Regions from separate parts of the Mus musculus genome. Here all the other regions are linked to region 1. Evidence: chromatin contacts called from public HiCAR-type and promoter capture Hi-C data. All regions are on one chromosome and are shown on one strand. The core of a region is the stretch at or near the end of the contact, and the rest is flanking DNA. Distances in the headings are between cores, read along the strand shown.

Region 1 (2,698 bases), core at 128-2,627:
GTATCCACACAGGATTTCCTGTCTCTGAGGTGGCTTTTACATAGGTATTAGCCTGTGGCTGATAAGATCTCCCAACAGTTTTGCTGCTTATTTTTTACATTTTAAAAATCAACTTGCTTAACCCAACTAAGGCTATCCACACCCCCACACATGATTACTTATGTTATGAGATGAATGCATGCTGACACTGAGGTGTTTTTTCTGCTGTGTGAGACAGGGATCTTCTTATGTTGACTGGGCTCAGGGGGGCCTACTGCCTCTGTGCTTAGTCTGGGACTGATTTTTAATAACTGTTTTGGGAAAATAGTTCAAATTCTCCACTACTTTACTTGGAAGTATGCAAGGCCTAAGCAATGCATTTATATTTAATCATTTTATCCTATTGACCAAATTCTTCATTCCTTCTTCTTTCTTCGTCTCACCCTTCTCCTCTTCCTCCTCTTCCTTCTTATCTTGCTCCTCCTCTTCCTCTTCCTCCTCCCTTCTGAGACAAGGTCTTACCTGTAGGCCTGGCCAGCCTGGAATTTGCTACACAGACCAGATCCTCCTGCTTCTCACTTCATGGTGCTAGGATTAAAAGCATTTGCCACCACATTAAAAGCATGGATCACCACTCCCGGCCCATTCATCAAATTGTTTAGCACTTGATATACATAGAACACAGGAATACTGAGCAAATTTACAAAAACAAACAAAAAAAAACCAAAAAAAACCAAAACAAAACAAAAAAGACTTATTTTGTGTGTATGGGTGTGACCCACGTACATGCCTGATACACACAGAGGCCAGAAGAAGAATTGGAACTGGAAAGCAAGAAACAGAAAAGAAAAAAGGAAAGGAAGTAAAAGAAAGAAAAGAGAAGATCCAAGCACAGGCTTGAAGTCTTCTGGGTGGATTTGAGAGGCTCATCACCTAAACTTTGCCTTGCAACGTTTTTGTCAGCCAGTGAGATCCAGTTCCACACACCGCATCCGGGAGGAGCTGTGCTAGCCCTCTGGGAGTTTATAATTAAGTTCAGTGTGTGGAGGATGGAAGGGGAGGGAAATGGCATATAATTACAGAGTTCTGTTGGTGAGCGCCTGCCGGGCTAAGTGGCAGAAGTAAGAGAAGCGGATAAAGCTTTCCGCATTCTTAAACAAAAGTCCCTCAGAAGTGCCTGGAGGAACCAGGGAACGGGGTGTGCCTGGTTCTTTTTCTTTTGATTGCAGCCAGTCCCCGGCTTGCAGGGCTTCGGCTGGAGGCGCGCTGCCACTGCCCCCCTGGTCCTTTGGATCTGGGCCGCAGTCCCGGGACAGCCTCGGAGGACCGGCCGCCAGCGCGCACGGAAGTGCGCCCGGCCTTCTCCTGTGGGAGGCCACCGTGAGCGCGACTTCCTCTTTCGGCGGGGCGGCCCGGCCTGGCCGGCTCCTCCTCCTCCCCGGCCTCCTCCCCCAGTCCGGGCTGCTCACGGTTCCGAGGTACTGTGCTCGCCCCGCCACTTCTCAGCGCCAGGCACCGCGCGAGCCAGCGACAGAGCCGGAGTCCCGGGTCGGACACCGCTCCTCCTGGGTGCCGCCCGGCTCAGCTTCGCGCCGCCCGGCCGCCCCGCCGCCCTTGACCGCAAGCGCACAGCACAGCTCGGCAGTTCGGGGGCGCGCAGGCGGCGGGCCGCGGCCACCGAGCACCGGGACAGGGACTGAAGTCTTTCGGCTCTGCGCCCCGCGCGCGCCCCGGCGATGGCTGCTCCCGGGCGCCTGCTGCTACGCCCTCGCCCCGGCGGCCTCCTGCTGCTGCTGCCGGGTCTCCTGCTGCCCCTCGCCGACGCCTTCAACCTGGACGTCGAAAGTCCCGCCGAGTATGCGGGTCCCGAGGGAAGTTACTTCGGATTCGCCGTGGACTTCTTCGAGCCCAGCACGTCCTCGTAAGTGGCCGCGCTCGAGTCCCCAGGCGCCCCCTCCCCCACCGCGCACCCTCAGCGGATCCGCACCCAGCCGCTGGCTCCAGGGTCCTCCCGGCCCCAAACCCGCCTACTCTCTCCATGCCGCGGCTGGCCCAGGTCTGGCATGGATGAAACTTTTGTGGGGATGACCTAACCTGACACTCAGCATCCAGTTTCACCGTGTCCCCAACTTCTTCTGATTGGCTGGGGACAGTGCGAGAGAGCTTTGAAGGAGCTCTGTTAAGCATCCAGGAAAAGTGAGACATCTGTACAGGCTTGTCCTGCGAGACTTTTGGCCATCTCTTGTCATTCCGTAACTTGCTTCACTTGGCCCCAGAATTTTTTTCTTCCGTATCAACCAGTTAGCCTCTTCCTAGTGCTTTTTGCTTTCTGAAATTAGCTCTTCCTTCGTCTGATTCTCTCTCTCTCGCTCTCTCTCTCTCTCTCTCTCGGTTTTTTTCCCACTCCTCTTCTAGACACTCCGATGACTAAAGTGACCAAATTGTTGTATTAATTTGTAAAGGACTATGAGACCTTTGCGCGTTTAAGGTCCACCAGATGAATGGAATGCGTCATCTGCTCCTTTCTAGTCCACTATTTAGGTCATTGTTCAGACAGAGCGAGGGTGTTTGCTGAGTTTTCACTCTCTGCAGGTCACTTCAATGCTGAAGAATACAGCAGGTCACGTAGGCTTTCAAATTACTCACGTCCCGTGTTGCAAAGTTCCTGAGGATTTGTGACGGCTAATGTCGTGTTTTTGGATTAAAGTTGTCTTTGACT
Region 2 (2,698 bases), core at 148-2,647, 950 kb after region 1:
TGGATCTAGAAATCCTATATAGACCAGGCTTACATCAATCTTAAAGAAGTCCACCTGCCTCTGTCTCCAGAGAGCTGGGATCAAAAGGGTACAACACAAAGCCTGGCAACAGTACTGTATCTTTAATGTAAACAAAGTTAATCTTATTTGAGAGTCCCAGAACATGTGAGGCCTGCCCAAGGTTATATCAATACCTTTAGGCCTTAAGTCCTGGTCATTGCTATTTTAGCATAAATACCTGTATAGGTATTTATTAGCTCTATGTCCACAACCTTTACGGCAAATGTTAATTGTTCTTACATACTGCTTCTTAGATGGTTGAGGGGCCTCCCTCCCCACACCTCATATTTTTGTAATCTTCCCTGTTTTTCTATCCCACCGCAGGAAGATAGTGTGCATAGTTACTATGCCCAGAGTATTCGATTTTCCATCCAAGTCATTTATTTTGTTGAGTCAGCGACCTTCGTCTGCCAGTCTATCAGAGAATTGAATAAGGTTAGACAGCACTTTCTGAACGCTGCGTTTCCTTGGGAAATCGCCTAACTACACTGTGATCACTTCGTTAAAAATTAAACAAAAAAAATTTAATGGTATTTCTACTATTGGCCTTTTCTTCACTGGCGCCCCAGGTAGCTTGGAATCACTGTAGAATACTGTTCATCTGTGATGGAAACCCTGTAATCTGTTTCTCCATCTTAAACACGGAGGTTATGACTAGATAACGGCCTAGGCTCTGCACTCAGTCTGTAAGGCGGCTACATCCCGAAACCTGCTCCCAGATTTTCACATGCACCTGCAGGGCAGGGATGGTCAAGGTCGAGAGCTGGTAAGGCAGGGGGCGCTCACCCAGTCAAAGTCACACGGGTTGCCATCTTCGCGTTGCGTGGGGAGACCATTGCAAATCGGTGGCAGTTTCCTCACGAGGAGGAAAGCAATGGAAAGCAGAGCAGACAGAAGGCAATAAGGTCGGGCCAGCCATCGAGAAAGCCGCGGCACCGAGTACACCAAAGCAATCAGAGGCGCAAGGACAGCCATCTTTCCTGCCTACTCTCTCGCAGGCTCACTCCCGCTCCCCAAATCTTCGTCCTCCGCCCCCACCAGCAAGGCTTCTATTGGACCAAATATCAGATGCAACGCCTCCAGACCCGGATGTAGATCTCTTATTGGATGCTATAATAGATCAGAAAATGAATTAAATAGTCTATTGGTCCTCATCGTTGTCGCTTTTCTAACTGAGTCATTTTATTGGCTATTAGTCTGCGAACCACCTTCCTAACCAGTCTCTCAGGCGACGGAAGTAAGTTGCCGGAAGATGGTAGGCGGGGCTTAATGTATCCAATGATGGGACACTCTTAGACGAAGAGGGTGGTACCCTGTGAAAGTACTGTCCAATCAAAGTAATTAACGCCCGATCCCGGGTAACCAGGAGCGCAGAGTGCTATGGAGAACTTCACGGCACTGTTTGGAGCTCAGACTGACCCCCCACCGCCACCAAGCGCCCTAGGCTTTGGGCCTGGAAAGCCACCCCCGCCACCCCCTCCTCCTCCGGGAGGTGGTCCAGGCGCAGCCCCGCCCTCGACGGCAACCTCGGCCCCCGCAGGAGCGGATAAGTCGACGGCTGGAAGTGGCCCCTTCTACCTGATGCGGGAATTGCCAGGTGAGTAGTAGGCCAAGAGTAGCCACTCAGATTGTAGTTCAGGTGAGGGTGTGGCTAGCCTGTCCCGCTAGGTGTGAGATAACAGGGCTACGCGGGGCCAGTGGGCAACAGTGTCAGAAGCCCTTTGGCGATTCACAACCCTAAGGGATAACTTGATTTTCTGGGGTGGGTTTGGGTTGGGTGTGAATATCTGGGACAACCTTCAGCGAGAAGTTCTGTGATCCGGGTTCTCTGACTGCCGTTTGTGACTCTATAAAAACGTGAGCCGTTGTTTAGAACTCGGGAGACCCGATTTAACATTTCTGGAGACACTTAAGATTTTAGTTTAAAGTCTGTCACAAACTTGTTGGTTTGTAGCAAGTTGCCTTCCTTGTCAGGGACTCGGAGATTAACCTGTTCAAAGAAAGGATTAGAATTGAATCAATTCTTACTTTCATAAAATTATTCGGGGAAATTGTGGTGGTGGGGGGCGTGGCTCAGTGGTAGAACTCTTGCCTGCCTTGCAAAAGGCGTCGCGTTCACAGAATCATTTCTGAGTAGGTAGCATTCAAGAATAAACAAAGCCATCCCTGTTTGGATAGAGAGGAGATACTAGGTACAAGAAACTAAATCAGGAGACCTTGGGGGGCGGGGCTTAGAATATCTGAGGGGCAGAAGACACATTGGACTCAGGAAAGCGGAAAAAATCCAGTAGTGATGGGAAATAGGTAGAGGCTTTTATAAGGCAAGGTAGGTTGTTTAAAGTTCAAATTGAAGTCATTTCAATATAGGTGCAAAATGATCTAATTTAGTGATTTTTAGATATCCAGCAGAAACATGAAAAATGAAAATAGGATAATCAGAAGTTGCCAGTCAGTGTTCAGAAAAGGAATGGTTTGGACCAGGGCTTAGTGGTCGGGAAGCAAATGAATACAGGATACATGTTAAAGGTAAAGCCTACAGAAATAAAGAACTAAATATACACAGAGAGAGGAATTGTGAGTGTCCTGTACAAAGGGTACAGTAGTCTGAGACTAGGAAGGCATGGAAAGAAAAAATTTG
Region 3 (2,698 bases), core at 134-2,633, 910 kb after region 1:
TTGCTCTTTTCCCCCCTCCTACATATCCTTGCAACTCCCCAAATCCTAGCATATTAACACTGGCTAAAGTTGGGCTAGCTTTGAAGCAAAAGAAAGGTGTGACTCTATCAAGGAACCCAGGACTAAGAGGGCATGGAAAGAAACAAAACCTGCTTCTCTTTGGAGCTGTATGACACATACACAGGACTGGTCTAACAAGTCCTTCTGATCTCTCAGGCCAGGCCACCTCCCTCTCCTCCCCCATTAGCCAGGTGCCTCTCTCCAAGGCCCTCCACTGGGACAGATACTGAATTTTTTCAACAGACACCGAGACAGCTACTCATCTAGATCCCTCTGCAACAGAAGCAAAGGGACCTTGCCTAGCCTTATAAGGAAAAAGCAGGGCTCGAGAGAAGCCGATAAGGAAACTAAGATAAAAGGGAGGGGTGGGGGAGGGGTCAGACTCCAGGAAGGGGACAGGCCAAATGCCTTTCTCCTTCCTGAAGGGAGGGCAGTAAAGTGAGAAAAATCTAACAGAATTTGATGATACTGTGTAACTCTTATTAAAAGAGAAGGAAGGGGGGGGTGAATAACATTTGAAATGTAAATGAAGAAAATATCTAATTAAAATTTTTTTTTAAAAAAAGGAAAGGGAAGGAAAATTCTTAAATCTGCTGTGATTTATTATATTCCCCCCAGCCCCCCCCCCCAAAAAAAAAACCCTAGAAGAAAAGCTTACGCTTCGGGTTTAGGAGAAGCCATTCAACTGACATGAACTCACATTCTTTGTTTTTAAAACACAGCTTCTCACCAATCCTTTTACTTTCTCTCTATGTCATTCCTCATCTCTTGCTCATCATTTGAAAATAACTTGGAAAAGGTGGAATCATGTACCTGAGCCATATGCACAAAGTCCCTCATTTTTCAAAGCCTTGATGAGACTATCAATAGATACCCCTTCTGTGAGGTTTTGGAAACATCTGTCTTTATGAACAACAGTGCATCTATGAAGAAAGCAGTGACAGGAAGCACGACACTTTAACTATATTAACAGGTAACAGGATGAAATGCTTTCCCATCTGAATGAAAGATAAAACCCAGGCCTAGAGCACAGTGTGCTGCAATCTCCCCATAGAAATTCTCAGCAGAATCTTCTCAGTACCTTCTGATCCAGTACCAACCTGTCTGTAAGGTGGTCTGGCCAGTACCTGTGTGATGGCCATATTCTCTGAAAACCTAGGTGGGCTCCAGCGGCTCTCTGCCCACAGTGCTATGTCTGCTTTGCTATACTAAGTGAACATATCGTAAGTAGCACTGCCGGTAAGCAGCCCTACTCAAGGCCATAGTACTTCTCCCCACACGGGAGGGTAGGAACTTTCTATGCTTCCAGTGTTATGAGTCATCCTAAGTACACAAAAGTTAAAACAAGGGGTTTTATTGTTATTTTTTGAGCAGGATATGATAGTATTACATACTTGTAATCCAAATACAAAAAATACAAGGGAGGCTGAAACAAGAGAATTTCAAGCTAGTCTGGGCTACAGAGTGAGCTCCTATCTTCTCTCTCTCTCTCTCTCTCTCTCTCTCACACACACACACACACACACACACACACACACACACACGTTTGAGGAAGGAAGTAGGGTAGACATGGGCAAGGAGTAGTGGATCCACCCCGAGGGACCTTTGGGTCTTACCTTCCCTTTACAAGGCAAAGCATTCCTCAGTTCTGGGGCTCGTATTCTATACGTTTCTTTTTTGTTGTTTTGTTTTTGTATTTAGAGACGGGGAGTCTCTCCTTGTAGCCTTTCTATCCTTGAACTCAAAGAGATCTGCCTACCTGTGGTCCCCAAGCATGAGCCACCACCTCCCAGCATCTGACTAAGTTTCTTTTTATAAGGAGCAAGTACTCAAATCAAAATCAGGTACTTCTTTATACCAATCACCTACTTTGATTGGCAAGCCTCATCTAGAAATTTAGCAAAAAACAGTCACCCTTATGCCACCTCAAATAAGAAAATCTCATCAAAATATTGTTTTTTAATTATGACATCTCACTAAGTCAAGCGCAAAGATCACAGTTGGGATGAGAAAGAGAAGGAACAAGAAGCAGAGAAGACTGTGCTGGCAGCATCAGACAGAGGGAAGGGATTGTTCTAGCGGTATGTTAGCAATCTGCCTCTAGGGCAGCTGTCCTCCTGGTCAATCAAAGGCGGGTCTGTGTGTGTGCTCAGAGCTAGCCAGCTTAGCAAGAAGTTGAGGACTCAGCCACCCAATCAACAGTGATAAAAGATGCCTACTTCACAGCTGGAATGAAGAGCAGGAAAAACAAAACAAGAAAGAAAGGGGGCAGCAGGAGGAGGACAAACTGTCATGGGTACACTACTTCAATCCCAGGGAACTACCAGCTATGCCCGGTTAGGGGTAAACATTGGCCACCTGCAGTAAGGGGATGCTGAAATCAAATAGGCAGGGTGGGTACTCCTGTGGGTAGCAAGGTGCCACACAGAAAGGCTCCAGGATTACCAGTTTCTTTGCCCCCTTCAAACCCCAAACAACTTCTGCAACCTACATAGTACATCAACATTATCTAACATCATCCATGCCCTCCTAGAATTCCATTCTTAATTAAATCCTAGATCCATAAATAAGCATAGCATACACAAAACTCAGTAAGCTCTTCAATGCTAAGAGATCAAGGCCATTTATATAACTCAAG
Region 4 (2,698 bases), core at 111-2,610, 740 kb after region 1:
ACCTAAAATGAATGAATAAAAAAACTGGTTCGGCAGGCAGCACATACTAGCTGGACTGAGGCCCCTGACATGTATATACAGCAGAGGACTGCCAGGTCTGGCTTCAGTCAGAGATGCCACACATAACCCTTGAGGGACTAGAGGTCCCAGGGAGTGGAGAAGTGGGGGTGGGGGGATCCTCTTTGAGAGGGGACTTCGGGAAAGAGGAAGGAATGGGATGAGGAACTGTCAGAGGCAGACCAGAATGGGGTAACAACTGGACTGTAAAAAATCATTAAAGACCCATGGAAGGAGTTACAGAGACAAAGTTCAGAGCTGAGAAGGAAGGAAGGACCATCCAGAGACTGCCCCACCCGGGGATCCATCCCATAATCAGCCACCAAACCCAGACACCATTACATATGCCAGCAGGATTTTGTTGACAGGACCCTGATATAGCTGTCTCCTGTGAGGCTATGCCACCGCCTGGCAAATACAGAAGTGGATGCTCACAGCCATTTATTGGATGGAACACAGGGCCCCTAATGAAGGAGCTAGAGAAAGTACCCAAGGAACTGAAGGGGTCTGCAACTCTATAGGAGGAACAACGATATGAACTAACTAGTACCCTCCAGAGCTGTGTCTCTAGTTGCATATGTAGCAGAGGATGGCCTAGTAGGCCATCAATGGGAGGAGAGGCCCTTGGTCTTGAGAAGATCATATGCCCCGGTACAGGAAAATGCCAGGGCCAGGAAGCGGGAATGGGTGGGTTGGGGAGCAGGGCAGGAGGGAGGGTATAGGGGACTTTTGGGATAGCATTTGAAATGTAAATGAAGAAAATATCTAATTAGAAAAAGTGTGAAAAATGTAAATAGTAAAAAAATCATTAAAGATTATATATAATATTTTATATGATTTTGTATATGTACACAAAATATTATATATATAATTATATATAATATATTACACACATATATGTATATATAATATATATACTAAAATAATAAAATACCTGCTTATTATACTTGTTATATTAGTATGTTTTTAAAAACTGGTTTGGGTATAAACAGGTTGCACTTTCCATGCCACTCAGCAACTTTGCTTTCTTAGTCAGAACTCTTATTTTCCAATTATTTTGTTGTTCTTGACGTCAACATTCTGAAGGCAGCTCTCAACTTTGTCTCTCTTTCCTCTTGCTTTGGTCCCTCCTTCAGAAGGAAGCATTGTCACAAATCCCCTCCTTGTCTCTTGTGGTATTTGTTTGAGAACTCCCGTTTCCTAACCAGGTTTTCTGCGAGATAAGCACTGAGTAGCTGAACACAATGGACCCCAGCCACTCCCTCCCTGCAGCTCATCAAGTCACCTTTCCCTGGTTTAAGGAGTTGTCCGCCTTTAAGACAGGCAAGTGATGAGCCAGCCCTTTTGCAGCCCGAGGGAAATGGATTCCCGTAGGAAGTGGGACATTTCCTGTTTCAGAAAGATTTAAAGATCTGGATCTTAAAAGGAAAAGAAGTTGAAAAACATGTAGCTTTAAAAAACAAAATACACACACACACACACACACACACACACACACACACACACACACACACACACAAAGACTTCCTCTTTGCACTCAAAGGGGAAAGGAAACGATGCCGGACCGGGAAAGGACCGGGAAACGGGATGTTGAGGCTTCAGAGTCAGCGCAAATGCGTGATCTACAGCTACCCCTTCAAATGCCTGTCTTTGTATCATATACGTTATTGTCTCAATTTTTACTTCTATAACAGAATAACTAAGACTGCATAATTTTTAAGTTATAGAAATTTCTGTCATAATTCTTGATTCCAGAAACTGCCAAATCAGAATACTGACAAATAGAAAATACATAAATATTCTGAGTTCCATGCCAGCCTGGTCTACAGAGTGAGTTCCAGGACAGCTAGGGCTACACAGAGAAACCCTATCTCAAAAAAAAAAAAAAAAAAAAGAAAGAAAGAAAGAAAGAAAAGAAAAAGAAAAAGAAATAAAAAAGGCATGGGTGGACTGAAATACATGAATAGTGAAGTAATGTGTGCCCATTGAAAATGTTACAAATTTATAATTCATACAACATACCTCATGCCATTATGAGAGTCTGATCCACACATGTGATTATAAAGAGTATTTCTACTAAACATCTAGGTTTTAATTTGATTTTTTTCAAATACTTTCGGAGACGCTTTGATTCCATTTGGTTCCACGGGAAGTCCGTTGCAGCTGTGTTTTGAATGTACTGGGAGGTAAGGTTTTTGTCTGCCTGGTTCAGAATGCCGGCTTAGGTAGAATGCCTGCTAAAAACTCAAGAATAGAGACTCTACGTCTACCAAGTTAATCCTATTTAAAGGCTGCAGCTTAAAAAAATCACTTATTTAGTCATCTAGTCTGTGCTTGGTTCCAACGTAGTCAAAACCAGCTTAGATGAATTCGGTCAAAATGTCACTAACCACGTTCCAGACAATGTGGAGCTACCTGGGCCTAGAAGGACTGATTTGTATTAATCTCAGAAACAGCTAGAACCAAGTGACTGAGCACCATCAGGGATCTCTAATCGCTTTATTCTCTGTCTCAGGACAGCCTCTTCCTTTTTTCCCCTCCACACAGCATAGAATATGAGCCTCACCATTCCTGGATTCTGAGCCATTGAAAGAGTTCGGCTACTTTCTTAATACACCAGGTCCAAACAGCCAGTAAATAG

The links. Promoter capture Hi-C pulls out the DNA fragments that hold promoters and counts their contacts. HiCAR-type assays count read pairs that join an accessible place to other places. Capture Hi-C pulls out chosen DNA fragments and counts their contacts.
Region 2: a contact with region 1 is called in a promoter capture Hi-C map of liver, with 5 times the contacts expected there. The contact joins the promoter of Med19 here to the promoter of Itgav in region 1. A contact is called at or near these places in 8 of 39 promoter capture datasets (embryonic stem cells, hippocampal neurons, liver and 4 more), 4 of 484 Hi-C or Micro-C datasets (CD8 T cells, embryonic stem cells, hematopoietic stem and progenitor cells and 1 more), 12 of 115 datasets of contacts at active chromatin or transcription factors (the 230-238 cell line, the NIH/3T3 cell line, astrocytes and 7 more) and 3 of 9 other capture datasets (adipose tissue, embryonic stem cells and liver).
Region 3: a contact with region 1 is called in a HiCAR-type map of astrocytes, with 3 times the contacts expected there. The contact joins the enhancer-like site here to the promoter of Itgav in region 1. A contact is called at or near these places in 3 of 39 promoter capture datasets (the C10 cell line, cranial neural crest and liver), 1 of 484 Hi-C or Micro-C datasets (the HPC-7 cell line), 11 of 115 datasets of contacts at active chromatin or transcription factors (the NIH/3T3 cell line, astrocytes, embryonic stem cells and 6 more) and 3 of 9 other capture datasets (embryonic stem cells, liver and macrophages).
Region 4: a promoter capture Hi-C map of embryonic stem cells shows a contact between it and region 1, with 4 times the contacts expected there. The contact joins the enhancer-like site here to the promoter of Itgav in region 1. A contact is called at or near these places in 4 of 39 promoter capture datasets (cranial neural crest, embryonic stem cells and pre-B cells), 1 of 484 Hi-C or Micro-C datasets (embryonic stem cells) and 8 of 115 datasets of contacts at active chromatin or transcription factors (the 230-238 cell line, the NIH/3T3 cell line, embryonic hindbrain and 4 more).

Annotation. Positions count from the first base shown.
Region 1 is chr2:83,723,020-83,725,717 of GRCm38.p6, forward strand. It overlaps Itgav (integrin alpha V), which reads left to right and starts at 1,378. Exons shown (of 30, transcript NM_008402.3): 1 at 1,378-1,900. The coding sequence starts at 1,716.
Region 2 is chr2:84,677,005-84,679,702 of GRCm38.p6, forward strand. Med19 (mediator complex subunit 19) reads left to right here and starts at 1,398. Exons shown (of 5, transcript NM_025885.3): 1 at 1,398-1,657. The coding sequence starts at 1,441. Tmx2 (thioredoxin-related transmembrane protein 2) reads right to left here and starts at 1,824. Exons shown (of 9, transcript NM_025868.4): 1 at 1,639-1,824; 2 at 847-1,170. The coding sequence starts at 1,035.
Region 3 is chr2:84,632,903-84,635,600 of GRCm38.p6, forward strand. All of the region lies in intron 1 of Ctnnd1 (catenin (cadherin associated protein), delta 1), which reads right to left. Among named protein-coding and RNA genes, the nearest start is that of Ctnnd1, 16 kb to the right of the region's middle. Within about 2 kb of position 1,384, at least 300 of the 459 cell types and tissues checked have an H3K27ac peak or open chromatin away from gene starts, as enhancers often do. A contact at or near this core is called in the HPC-7 cell line, the NIH/3T3 cell line, astrocytes and 6 more, where this site is marked.
Region 4 is chr2:84,458,506-84,461,203 of GRCm38.p6, forward strand. The region is part of intron 2 of Tfpi (tissue factor pathway inhibitor); the gene reads right to left. Among named protein-coding and RNA genes, the nearest start is that of Tfpi, 14 kb to the right of the region's middle. Within about 2 kb of position 1,361, at least 28 of the 459 cell types and tissues checked have an H3K27ac peak or open chromatin away from gene starts, as enhancers often do. A contact at or near this core is called in embryonic stem cells, where this site is marked.